Linked DNA regions of Bos taurus: region 2 is linked to region 1. A link is a contact called in public Hi-C data. All regions are on one chromosome and are shown on one strand. The core of a region is the stretch at or near the end of the contact, and the rest is flanking DNA. Distances in the headings are between cores, read along the strand shown.

Region 1 (5,485 bases), core at 188-2,687:
AGGATCCACCCAAAGCTTACCTTAACATACCCCCTCAGCTCTCTCCCCAGAAGTTTTCTCTTGGCAGAGTGCAGGCGCAAGTGAAACATGAGCCTGGACTATGCTTTAACCCTCCTGATCCAAGGACTGAGTGCCACTCCTCCATAGTCACTGATTCCAGCTGCTTAGGGTCCTTGGGGCCCCAGGACCAGCCTTCCTCCTGCCTCAAGGCTGAAACAGCTCAGGACAAGGCTCGTTCTTCTTTCTCACCTCCAAAATGAAGACGCTCAGTTGTGTCCGACTCTTAGTGACCCCGTGGACTGCGGCCTACCAGGCTCCTCCGTCCATGGGATTTTCCAGGCAAGAGTACTGGAGTGGGTTGCCATTGCCTTCTCAGTCTCACCTCCAAATTAGCAAATAAACTCCTGTCCCATTGCAACTGTGTCCCCTGAGCAAAATAAAGTCTTCCTCCTGTGCTTTGTTTTCATCATTAACATTAAAAACCACCTATTACCCCACCACCACCCCCCCCCCCACCCATAAACCTTAAAGGAGGGAAAAAGAGTAACAGAAACTTTTATTAAATTACACTTTTTAAACTAGTAGAGCTTTCTCATTGTGGTGTAGTTTTCACCCTGAAGTTGTCCGCACAGCCCCCACCCGCCTCCACATACAACACGTTCACCAGTGAGTTTTTTCACGTCTAGGACACTGAGGGAAGGAGAGAAAACTGAAAAAGGGGCAGGACACAAGGTAAACACAGCTAAATCAGATTGCAGCTAGGTCTAGGGGTTATCTGGCTCCGCTTCGAAAGATGGGGAAACCAAGGCTCCTGTCCAGCTCTGCATGACTCCAGCCCACCGTTTGCCTCTGACAGTTGTAGCCTCAGTTAGGTGGGTGAGGGTAGGCTGGAAGGAGGACTGAGAGAGACCAAGGAAATGTTCTCGCCTTCTGAAAACTGTAAGGGTCAAGGCAGAAACTACCTCTTTCAGGAATCCCTCTGGTTAACTCAACCTGGAGAACGAACAGTCCCATCATCCAATGAGCTACTGGGCTGCAGTCCTACAATGGCCAGTCACAACTGGAAAAAGGCGGGTGCTTAACAAGGAAGAAGTTCTTGTGTAGTCCAATTGATTAGCATATTCTAATTAACTACCACACACACACAACTGTACAGTTCACTCTCCACCCTTCCCGTATAACTCCTGCTCACCTCCTAGCTGGTCCTCCTGTCCCCAGTTCCCTCTCCTCCCCAATCCAGTTCATCCCTCTTTACTCCCAAAGGGTTATCTTTTTTTAAAGGCCAAAGTGATCATGTCACCTCTCTGGGTAATTTCCATCAGTGCTTCTCTTTGGCTCTTAGGAAAATGTTCAAGCTCCTTGGATCCTCTGCAGCCCCACATTTCCCCCTCTCACCCCACCCTGCAGAACTAACTGCAGTTCTCCCAAAGGACCACACTGTGTCACCCCTGTGCCTTCTGCAAGTCCCACTTATGTTACGTTGCTAAGTTGTGGCAATTTGTTACAATATATGTGCTTTGCATGTTTGCATGCTAAGTCACTTCAGTCGTGTTTGCCTTTTTTCAACCCTGTGGACCGTAGCCTGCTAAGCTCCTCTGTCCATAGGTTTCTCCACGCAAGGACACTGGAATGGGTTGCCATGCCCTCTAGGGGATCTTCCTGACCCAGGGATCAAACCCATGTCTCATGTCTTCTGCATTGGCAGATGTGTTCTTTACCAATAGTGCCACCTGGCACTGATACAGAGACAGTAGGAAACTAATAGAGAGTATTATTTGAACAGAGTTGGTGAAGAGAAGGGCACATTTGTGTGTGTGCTGGTGTAAAGGGAGGTAGATAAATGTTCATGCCTTTATGAGTGGTCAAAGTGAGACTCAAGAAATTTAAAGTAGAACCAACAGATGTGTATGTCAGCCACTATCAACTGCTTGGGCTATAAAGCAGCCACGCACCTATAACCAATTGTTTATAGGCTCCTCTGACAATGAAGACAATTTGTTCCCCTACGGCTGGGGATGACCTGCGTGCATGCCCTCTCTTGGCACTTTATAAGAAGATACAACACCTTGGAGCCTTATTAATACAAACATCAGCAACAGTACTTTATTCTCAGGAATGGAAAAAAGGAGGGTTAATGTGGAAAGAAGGAAAAGGACCTGAAGGGGAAAGTCAAATGAAAAAGCAGGATGGATAGGTATCACCTCGGGTTGGCCCGGCCTGAAATGCCAGGTACCGGCTGTTGGCTTGATGCACTTGGAACCTCAGCAGCTTTTGTGCCTCATCCTTTGCGATTCTGCTGTGTGCCATAGTGAGGGTGGAGGCTGTGGTCCAACTCTGGGCATTAGACCTCTCCTCAAACAACCCTGAATATTCATTGGAAGGACTGATGCTGAAGCTCCAATACTTTGGCCACCTTTGGAAAAGACCCTGATGCTGGAAAAGAGAAGGCAGGATGAGAAGAGGACAACAGAGGATGAGATGGTTGGATGGCATCACCAGTTCAATGGACATGACTTTGAGCAAGCTCTGGAAGATGGTGAAGGACAGGAAAGCCTGGTATGCTGCAGTCCATGGGGTCACAAAGAGTTGAACACAGCTGAGCGACTGAACAACAACAATGCAGATTATGGAGCCAGCAACAGCCAGTGACCACCTCACCGATACACTCCGCTTCCCAGTGGCTACGCTGCTGCTAGCCTGTTAGCTGCCTGAAGGCCTGCTCCACAGTGCCCCAGACAGCCCAGATCACCTGTTGAAACGCAGCTCCTCAGGGGTGACAGGTTGGTGGTACTGAGCTGTACACCACTGAAACAGAGGGTATATTCCATCACCCACTGGGACAAGCCCTGTGACACTCCTCTATTTCTTTCTGGACAGCGGGTAAGAGAGTGCCTGCATCTCCCCTATGGCAAAGCTGACTTGCTTCCAACACATGTGAATTATGGCTGGATCCAGGGCAACTGACAAACACTTGGCTGAAATAAAGGTCGAGACCAGCAGGACATGAAAGGCACTGACAGCTGTTAAGATAGTTTTCTACGTATGCCTCCAGTAGTCCTAACTCACACTGGGATCTTTCCACGACCTCCTGTAGGTCAGGCTGCCTTTTCTGGAGGTCCTGAAAGATAGCACAGATGGCATCTCCAATGTCTCGAAAGGCATGCCCAGCTCTAGATCAACACTCAAGGTCAGAGGCACCAGGGAGGCCAGCCAATATGGTCTAACAGCTGCTTTCTGAGGCACAGAGAGAAGCAGTTTCAAGTGGGTGGCCTCCCTTTGAAGATGCAGACCAGCTTTTTGCAGATATAATAAAATGTCTCCTGAGACATCCGGAAGGCTTGCCTCCATCTGTGGGGGCTTAGTCTACACACTCAGAGGATCTGCCAAATACGAAGCAGCGTGGGGAGCACCCTGGTCCTGGGGGCTCGTCTTCCAAGGTCGGGGGGACAAAGTGTCTCTATAAGCATAGTGTGAATGACCACAGATGGAGGATGGCTTGGTTCAATTGGACCTGCATGGCCTGGGCCAGGGCAGCCACTGCTCAGCCTCCCCACTCCCAGCCACAGCATAGCAGCCATGCAGCGCTTCCCCAGCTGGATCCACAGAGCATGCCTGGCGGCTTGTGGGCACCACTGAGCTGAGCTGGCCAGAGTGATGTGTGGGTGTGTATGCTTTTCCTCATGATGGTCAGTGAAATGTTTCTCCCCCAGGTAGGTGTGGGCACCCACCAGGAAGCTCAAGGTTGAGTTAGCTGATGAATATCAGCCCTGCCATTATGAACCAGTTAAGGGTGTGAATGTCATTATATCTGTGTAAACCACACATCGGCATCCTCTGCCCATTTTCTTACAGACTCAGCAGTACAGTAGCCAGGACAAAATGGTGGTGATTTAGTCACGAAGTCCTGTCTGACTCTTGCGATAGAATGGCCCAGCACAAATAAGACTAGGTTCTTAGTGGAGATTTGAGATTGTCTTCTTTTCTTCACAGATGACTTCTGCTAAAGGACTTTTAATTTCTCCAGGCCTTCTGACTCTCTTCTCCAAGCTAACATATTAGTGAAATTCAGTGGAAAGTCCCCTCCCATGCGCTAAAATCAAAGAGTGCCTTGAAAAACCAAACTACTTCACAGATTTTACTTGTCCTGATCATGCAGTTCCCCCACAAAGAAACACATGAAGAGATAGTATTTTGGGGGGACAAAAAAGACAAGATCATTTTCAATCTCAGATTTCTGGCTTTTAGTTAAAATCTTAACTCTGGATTTTGACTTTATTATTATGAAGGAGGATCTGCTTCACAGGAGATCCTGTGAAGTTATTAAGTTAAGTTATTCCTTAACATTTTCAGGATGAAAACCACAAGGAAGAATATACTTTAACATGAGAGTTCTGGCATTGCCAACTCATGTGGAAAACCCTATGAACTGCCTAGAGCTTGAACTAAGAAGCTGCAGAGGACTTCTGCTCATGCCACTGCAGTGCCTTTCCTGATGCTTTTCCTCCTAATGAAAATCCACTTCAATAATATTATGTGTCCTTTAGGTTACTCCTCCTCTAAGAGCTAGCGTTCATCCTAGACAGAATTAGAAGTCAGAGATAATGCATTTGTATCCTAGCTCTATTGGCTGTGTGACCTTAGAAAAGTTACCACCCCTCTGTTTTTCAAGTGTTTCTTGTAGAACAAATAGGTTAACTCACCTAACCCTAAAGTCCCTTGATGCACTAACATCCTTATGCGTGTGTGCTCAGTCACTTCAGTTGTGTCCAACTTTTTGCAACCCTATGGACTATAGCCCATCAGGCTCCTCTGTCCATGGAATTCTCCAGGTAAAAATACTGGAGTGGGTTGCCATTTCCTACTCCAGGGAATCTTCTAGACCCAGGGATAGAAATGGCATCTTCTGCATTGCAGGGGGATTCTTTACCCACTGAGCCACCTGGGAAGCCCACTAACATCCTCAGGTTATTTTAAAAGACCAGATCCCACAGAATGTCAGCTGAGAAGATGGCTGAAACGCTCTATCTCAGGGTTTGTCTCCAAGGTAGTTTAATAAATATAATGGGGTAAACATGAAGTCAACAGTTCATTCCACAAATACTTATTGAGCCTTACTATGTTCTAGGGATTGTAATAGGCACAGAGCATAAAGTGAAATAACCACCATAGATACAGAAACCAACCAAATTTCATGTTGGTTATTGGACCAGCATCTTGGAGTAGGAATATACAGTGGTCATCCTCTTCTAAAGTTGTTTATAACTGGAAGGTCTGCTTGTTATTGATGGCTGATTTTTGACTTGGACAGGACTGAATATTCTGACACTTAAGCCTTTAAAGATTAAGCTTATTCCTTTTATGAAGTAATTAAACGTATTTCCTAAAACCCTATCTGGGGTAGAGTTTATTAGTCACTGTCACAATCTTGGGGCTGACTGCAGTTTCATTGCAATAGCATATTCCCCGCCCACCTGTCTGGGAAATT
Region 2 (5,647 bases), core at 373-2,872, 95 kb after region 1:
TTTGACATTCAAGCACCCAGATGGGCCAGGCAGAGTGCTCCTCACTTTATTTAGAGTCTCTCATTTAACCATCAAAACATCGCACCCAATATGGACAATGATCACCCCATTTTACAGATGAAGAGACTGAAGCTTGGCAAGGTCTGTGACTGGCCCAAAGTCGCCCAGGGAGCAGCCACCCAAACGCTTAACTCCAAGTCTCCCTAGACTTTTTTTTTTTTTACATTTTATTAATTTTCATGCCCTACATTTTTGACCCTATGAGGTATTTTTTTCCCTTTTAATATTGATTAAGAAGTGTGTATGGGAAGATGACATTTTCTTGGCTAAAATCTGCAGTGCCCTGAGAAACACTGCTGTATCCTTTGCTAAAGGACTCTAAAGAAAGGGAGGACATTTGAATCAATCAGGTTTTGAATTTTTCTGAAGAAAAGAGTTTGAGGAATAAGAAGGTATCTGTAGATAGACTGAAAATCTATTGCTTTATTCAGTAACTTTATCTGAAATTTTGCAGCTCTTTTATGAAATAATCACCGTGCTCATCTGGTTCATGTTATCACCTAAAAATTCCAAGTGCAAGTTAAATTTTTGAAGCCTGAAACTTATTGGATAGAGATTTGGGTACTCAGGAAAGGCGAGTCCAAAACTACTTGCTTTCCAGAGCATAATTTAAACACACACACACAATCTTTGCAATTAGATTTCATGTTAAATTTAGGCCACATGTTAATTTTGTTCAACTCTTAAGATTTCCCAGAATATTCCTTGGTCTTTACCACCCTATGGATGACCTTGAATTTCAAGTTACTATTGCTTATCTCAGATTTTCAAGTTCTCAGTGAAATTAGTGGGTAATTTAAGATTAGTGCTCAAGAAATGTAGACTCTCATTCATCATATCAACATTGATCATTTTTGTATTTCAGTAAAATACTTTGTACTTTTAGAGCCTGTCTGATTACATTTTAATATTGTCTTGTTTAAGGGTGTGTGCTCGTTGTGTTCAACTCTTTGTGACCCCAGAGACTGTAGCCCACCAGGCTCCTCTGTCCATGGGATTTTCCAGGCAAGAATACTGGAGTGGATTGCTATTTCTTTCTCCAGGGGATCTTCCCAGCCCAGGGATCGAACCTGCATCTCTTGAGTCTCCTGCATTGGCAGGCAGATTCTTTACCACTGAGCCATCTAGCAAATATCATCTAGCAAAGCTTTAAAGGTACCCTTAGTTACTTGGTAGATGTCATAAAAATAGGGTTGCTAACATTCCCTTTTGGAGAAGGAAATGGCAACCCACTCCAGTGTTCTTGCCTGGAGAATCCCAGGGACGGGGGAGCCTGGTGGGTTGCCATCTCTGGGGTCGCACAGAGTCGGATATGACTGAAGTGACTTAGCAACAACATTCCATTTTACAAGATGCAACTTGGCCTCACACTGTAGAGGGTAGAAGAGATGTCAAAATCAGAATATCAGGACAGTAAGGGACCTTGGTCCAACTCTATTATTCTACATATGAAAAAAGAATGAGGCTCAAAGAAGCTGTCTACAGTCCCCGCCTGCCCAGCTGCACTAGAAAACCTGCCCCTCTCTCACGGCATCTTTGCCCATTTTTACTGTTTCCTGTAGGTAGCATCCCGGGGCAGCCATGACGACCGCCATCCTGGAGCGTCTGAGCACCCTGTCCGTGAGCGGGCAGCATCTGCGACGCCTGCCCAAGATCCTGGAGGATGGGCTGCCCAAGATGCCCGGCACCGTCCCCGAGACCGACGTGCCCCAGCTCTTCCGGGAGCCCTACATCCGCGCCGGGTACCGCCCCACCGGCCATGAGTGGCGCTACTACTTCTTCAGCCTCTTTCAGAAACACAATGAGGTGGTCAACGTCTGGACTCACCTGCTGGCGGCCCTGGCCGTCCTCCTGCGGTTCTGGGCCTTTGTGGAGGCCGAGGGCCTGCCGTGGGCCTCTGCCTACACGCTGCCCCTGCTCGTCTATGTCCTGTCCTCCATCACGTACCTCACCTTCAGCCTCCTGGCCCACCTGCTGCAGTCCAAGTCGGAGCTCTCGCACTACACCTTCTACTTCGTGGACTACGTGGGCGTGAGCGTCTACCAGTACGGCAGCGCCCTGGTCCACTTCTTCTACACCTCCGACCAAGCCTGGTACGAGCACTTCTGGCTCCTCTTCCTGCCCGCCGCCGCCTTCTGTGGCTGGTTATCCTGCGCCGGCTGCTGCTACGCCAAGTACCGCTACCGCCGGCCCTACCCGGTCATGAGGAAGATCTGCCAGGTGGTGCCGTCCGGGCTGGCTTACATCCTGGACATCAGCCCCGTGGTACATCGCGTGGTTCTATGCCACCTGTCTGGCTGCCAGGACCCAGCAGCCTGGTACCACACCCTCCAGATCATCTTCTTCCTGGTCAGTGCCTACTTCTTCTCCTGCCCGGTTCCGGAGAAGTACTTCCCTGGTTCCTGTGACATCGTGGGCCACGGGCACCAGATCTTCCACACCTTTCTGTCTGTCTGCACACTCTCCCAGCTGGAGGCCATCCTCCTGGACTATAAGGGGCGACAGGACATCTACCTGCCACGCCACAGCCCCCTGTCCATCTACCTGGCCTGCCTCTCCTTCTTCCTCGTGGTGGGCTGCAGTGCAGGCACTGCAGCCTTCTTGAGACAAAAAATCAAGGCCAGACTGACCAAGAAAGATTCCTGAGGCTGCCAGGTGGGGCGCGGTGTGGAGGCAGCCTGTCGTGATTTGGGGAGAACTTGAGTCAACAGTAGGAGATGACTTTGTGTTTTTAAGAGTGGGCTTTTAAATGAGTACATATTTCCAAGGGTGGCTATGGCTATGGCATTGGGACGCCAAAGGTTCCAAGAGTTTTGTTATCATTGTCGTGAATGAAAGGTTTATCTTTCATCCTCTGGGCTGTAGCCTTGCGAGACACAGGAAGGGAAGGGACCTCGGCTAAGGTTCGTTGGACACGGAATTAAGAACCATCTTCATGCCTGAAAGTTGAGTAGAAATCTGACTGTGGCCTCCGGGGGCCAGCCCTGGACTAAAGGGAAAATCTAACTGGACTGAAAAAATTACAAGGTGGCTGGACCACACTGTATTGAAATGGGCATTCTTCTGCGATGCTGGTCTTTGGTGATTGGATACTGGATTCGTCTGACTTCTGGTCCCTTCTCTAGCCCGCTTTTCTCAGGATGATGTCTGCCTGGCTGTTTTCTCCAGAGTGCTATTCACTCCCAGCTGTACCTTGCATGGGCATAGCGAGGACGATGAAGCAGTCATGCTTCCGGGAAATGCTTGGATCCAGGCAGACATTCAGGATATTTACTCTCATATAATACTAATGGAAACGGTACTAGAAAATACAGTGCCAAGAGCCATCAGGAGGCCCAGCCAGTAAGCATGGCTACTGTTTGGTGTCATGGGACCCTTCTGTTTTATCCCTGTGCACTGCAGGATTACTTGATATCTACTAGGGCTGCCTTACATGCCAGAAGATCTGGAGCTTTCTTCAGATAATCTTCTCCAGATTTTGACCAGCATGTTCAAAAAGCCCCTGGTAGAGTGAATTGGTTCTAGGGATCTGATTATTTCAAGAGGAACTCAAGGTCCAGCCTCTTAAATAGATGCTGCCCCATGAAGGACCCATGTAACTATCCTAGTTCACGGTCCTTGGGAAAGCATTGTACCTCAGCTTAGAGCAGCTTAAATCAAGCCCCAGAACAGGCATGTGTGTGTACTCATGCAAGGTTGGTCCCCGAAGGCTCCTTTGGGTGAGGCTGGTGAATTGAGCACCCTGTAGGCAGAATGTTCGGCTAGGACATCACTGGCCAGCAGCTTCTGTGGGATGGGGGTTGGGGGTGGGTTCTTACAGTTGATGTGTCCTGGCTTCGCAGCCCCCTGAGGACCGCCTTCTGCAGTGATCCAGGGAAGGGGGCTGCATTGAAACCCTCCCCAAAGACTGCATTTCCTATCAGTATAAGGTCTCTGTTTACTAAAAAGGGAGGTGGCTTTTCACTCCAGTTTGATGAACCTCCTCTCTTCCTAGGTTACTGTCTTCGCATCTTTTTTTTTCCCTTTCTCTTGAGAGATGTGTAGGGTTTGTGCCTTATAAATGAAAATTTACAAACACTTAATACACCGCCATGTGGAATTTCCTGTTTGAGGTTATTGGGATAAGAAAAGAGAATTCATTGCCTTTCAACCGGCGGATGAAAGAAACTCAGAACACTGGAATCGCTTATCCGTCAGAAGACTCTTTCGACCTGTGTTTTTTCGGGGAGAAAAGTTCAACTGAAGCTTTCCTATAATCTTTATATCAAGAAAGCACAGCAGGAATCCCATGGTGGTCCAGTGAATAGGACTCTACACTTCCACTGCAGAGGGTGTGGGTTCAATTCCTGGCTGGGGAACTAAGATCCTATGTGCCGTGGGCAGCCAAAAAAAGAGAAAGCATATGTCTTGTCAGCTATGTTGTTTCCTCCTGGTGGATTCCTCCTGGGAATCCTCAAATATCTGAACTTCTGTGCTACCCGTGTCTTACACGAGCTTCTGGCATCCAGGCCAAATTCCCCGCCAGTAAAGTTAGGGACCCTGAACGGGATTGAACTGATAAACAAAGGAATAGAAAGTTGCATCAACACAGTGCAGGTAGAGGGTCAGTTTAAAATGGAGACAAGAAAGCATCTGAAATGTTCATAATTATGGATTTGGAGACTCTCTTCTTGTAAAAGTTAAAAGAAAAGTGTAAGTCAAGCTCTTGAATGTAACCATGGTGGCCATGGTGGGCAGAGATCTGTAGGCCAAATGCAAGTATTTTTAAAGAGAGACTAGAGGGGTGATTCTCTATGCCATCCACAGACCAATGCCAGTCTGCACACGAAACAGTCTGTGACACATACAGAGCGAGACTAAGTTTTTAGATATGAACATAAAATTCATAACATTTTGATTTTAATTTACCCAAGCATTGGTCCACCAAGTGATTGGAAATTTAAAAAGAAAAAGTATTTTTTCACCAGAGATATTTGAAAAGCATTGAGGTAGGAGACTACTATCTCATTAGAAATTCCAGTATCTCAGGAGAAATACAGAAACGGGAAATGCAGGCGTTTTTCACTATTCAGATTCTTGAGGGTTACACACTCCTTTTAAAACAATTTCATTAAAATGACTGAATCAGTAAGGAAGCGACCTTGTTTGTTTAAAAGGAATAATTAAGTATTTAATAAAGGAGATGGTTCTTCTTACTCTACCAAAGCCAACAGTTGACATCTACTGGAAATTCTGCTATTATCTCTCTCTCTGTCTCTTTTTTTCTTTTTTTTTTTACTAAGAGTTTCAATCTATTAAAATGTAAATGCCTCTAAAAAAACTTAACTATCAGTCAGTTATATCTTGGGAATAAAGTGGATATTGTGTGTACCCCTCTACTCAACGTAAGGAGAGAGGATAGCAAGATGCAACAAATTGGGCAACTATTTGCCTGATTCCCTCTTGCAAACACTTCCTGACCTGTATTTACTAAGAAGCTAATGTTGCTGCTCTTCAAATGTTATGGTTTCATCTCCCACCTCGGCTGAAAGTACCTCACTCAGTAACACTACTCTCAATCCTCCGATGGAAGCTTGAAATAGTAGGC

Evidence for each region. A called contact is a pair of places that touch in the nucleus more often than the background predicts.
Region 2: a contact with region 1 is called in a Hi-C map of an unstated tissue, with 4 times the contacts expected there. The contact joins the promoter of PAQR8 here to the enhancer-like site in region 1. A contact is called at or near these places in 3 of 11 Hi-C or Micro-C datasets (liver, skeletal muscle and an unstated tissue).

The regions. Positions count from the first base shown.
Region 1 is chr23:24,726,789-24,732,273 of ARS-UCD2.0, forward strand. The region is part of intron 2 of LOC132343630 (a long non-coding RNA gene); the gene reads left to right. It overlaps LOC112443867 (a long non-coding RNA gene), which reads right to left. Exons shown (of 3, transcript XR_003032283.2): 3 at 2,027-2,433. Among named protein-coding and RNA genes, the nearest start is that of MCM3, 18 kb to the left of the region's middle. Within about 2 kb of position 1,438, at least 10 of the 102 cell types and tissues checked have an H3K27ac peak or open chromatin away from gene starts, as enhancers often do.
Region 2 is chr23:24,821,365-24,827,011 of ARS-UCD2.0, forward strand. It overlaps PAQR8 (progestin and adipoQ receptor family member 8), which reads left to right and starts at 1,623. Exons shown (of 1, transcript NM_001101135.2): 1 at 1,623-5,260. The coding sequence starts at 1,642. The coding sequence ends at 2,706.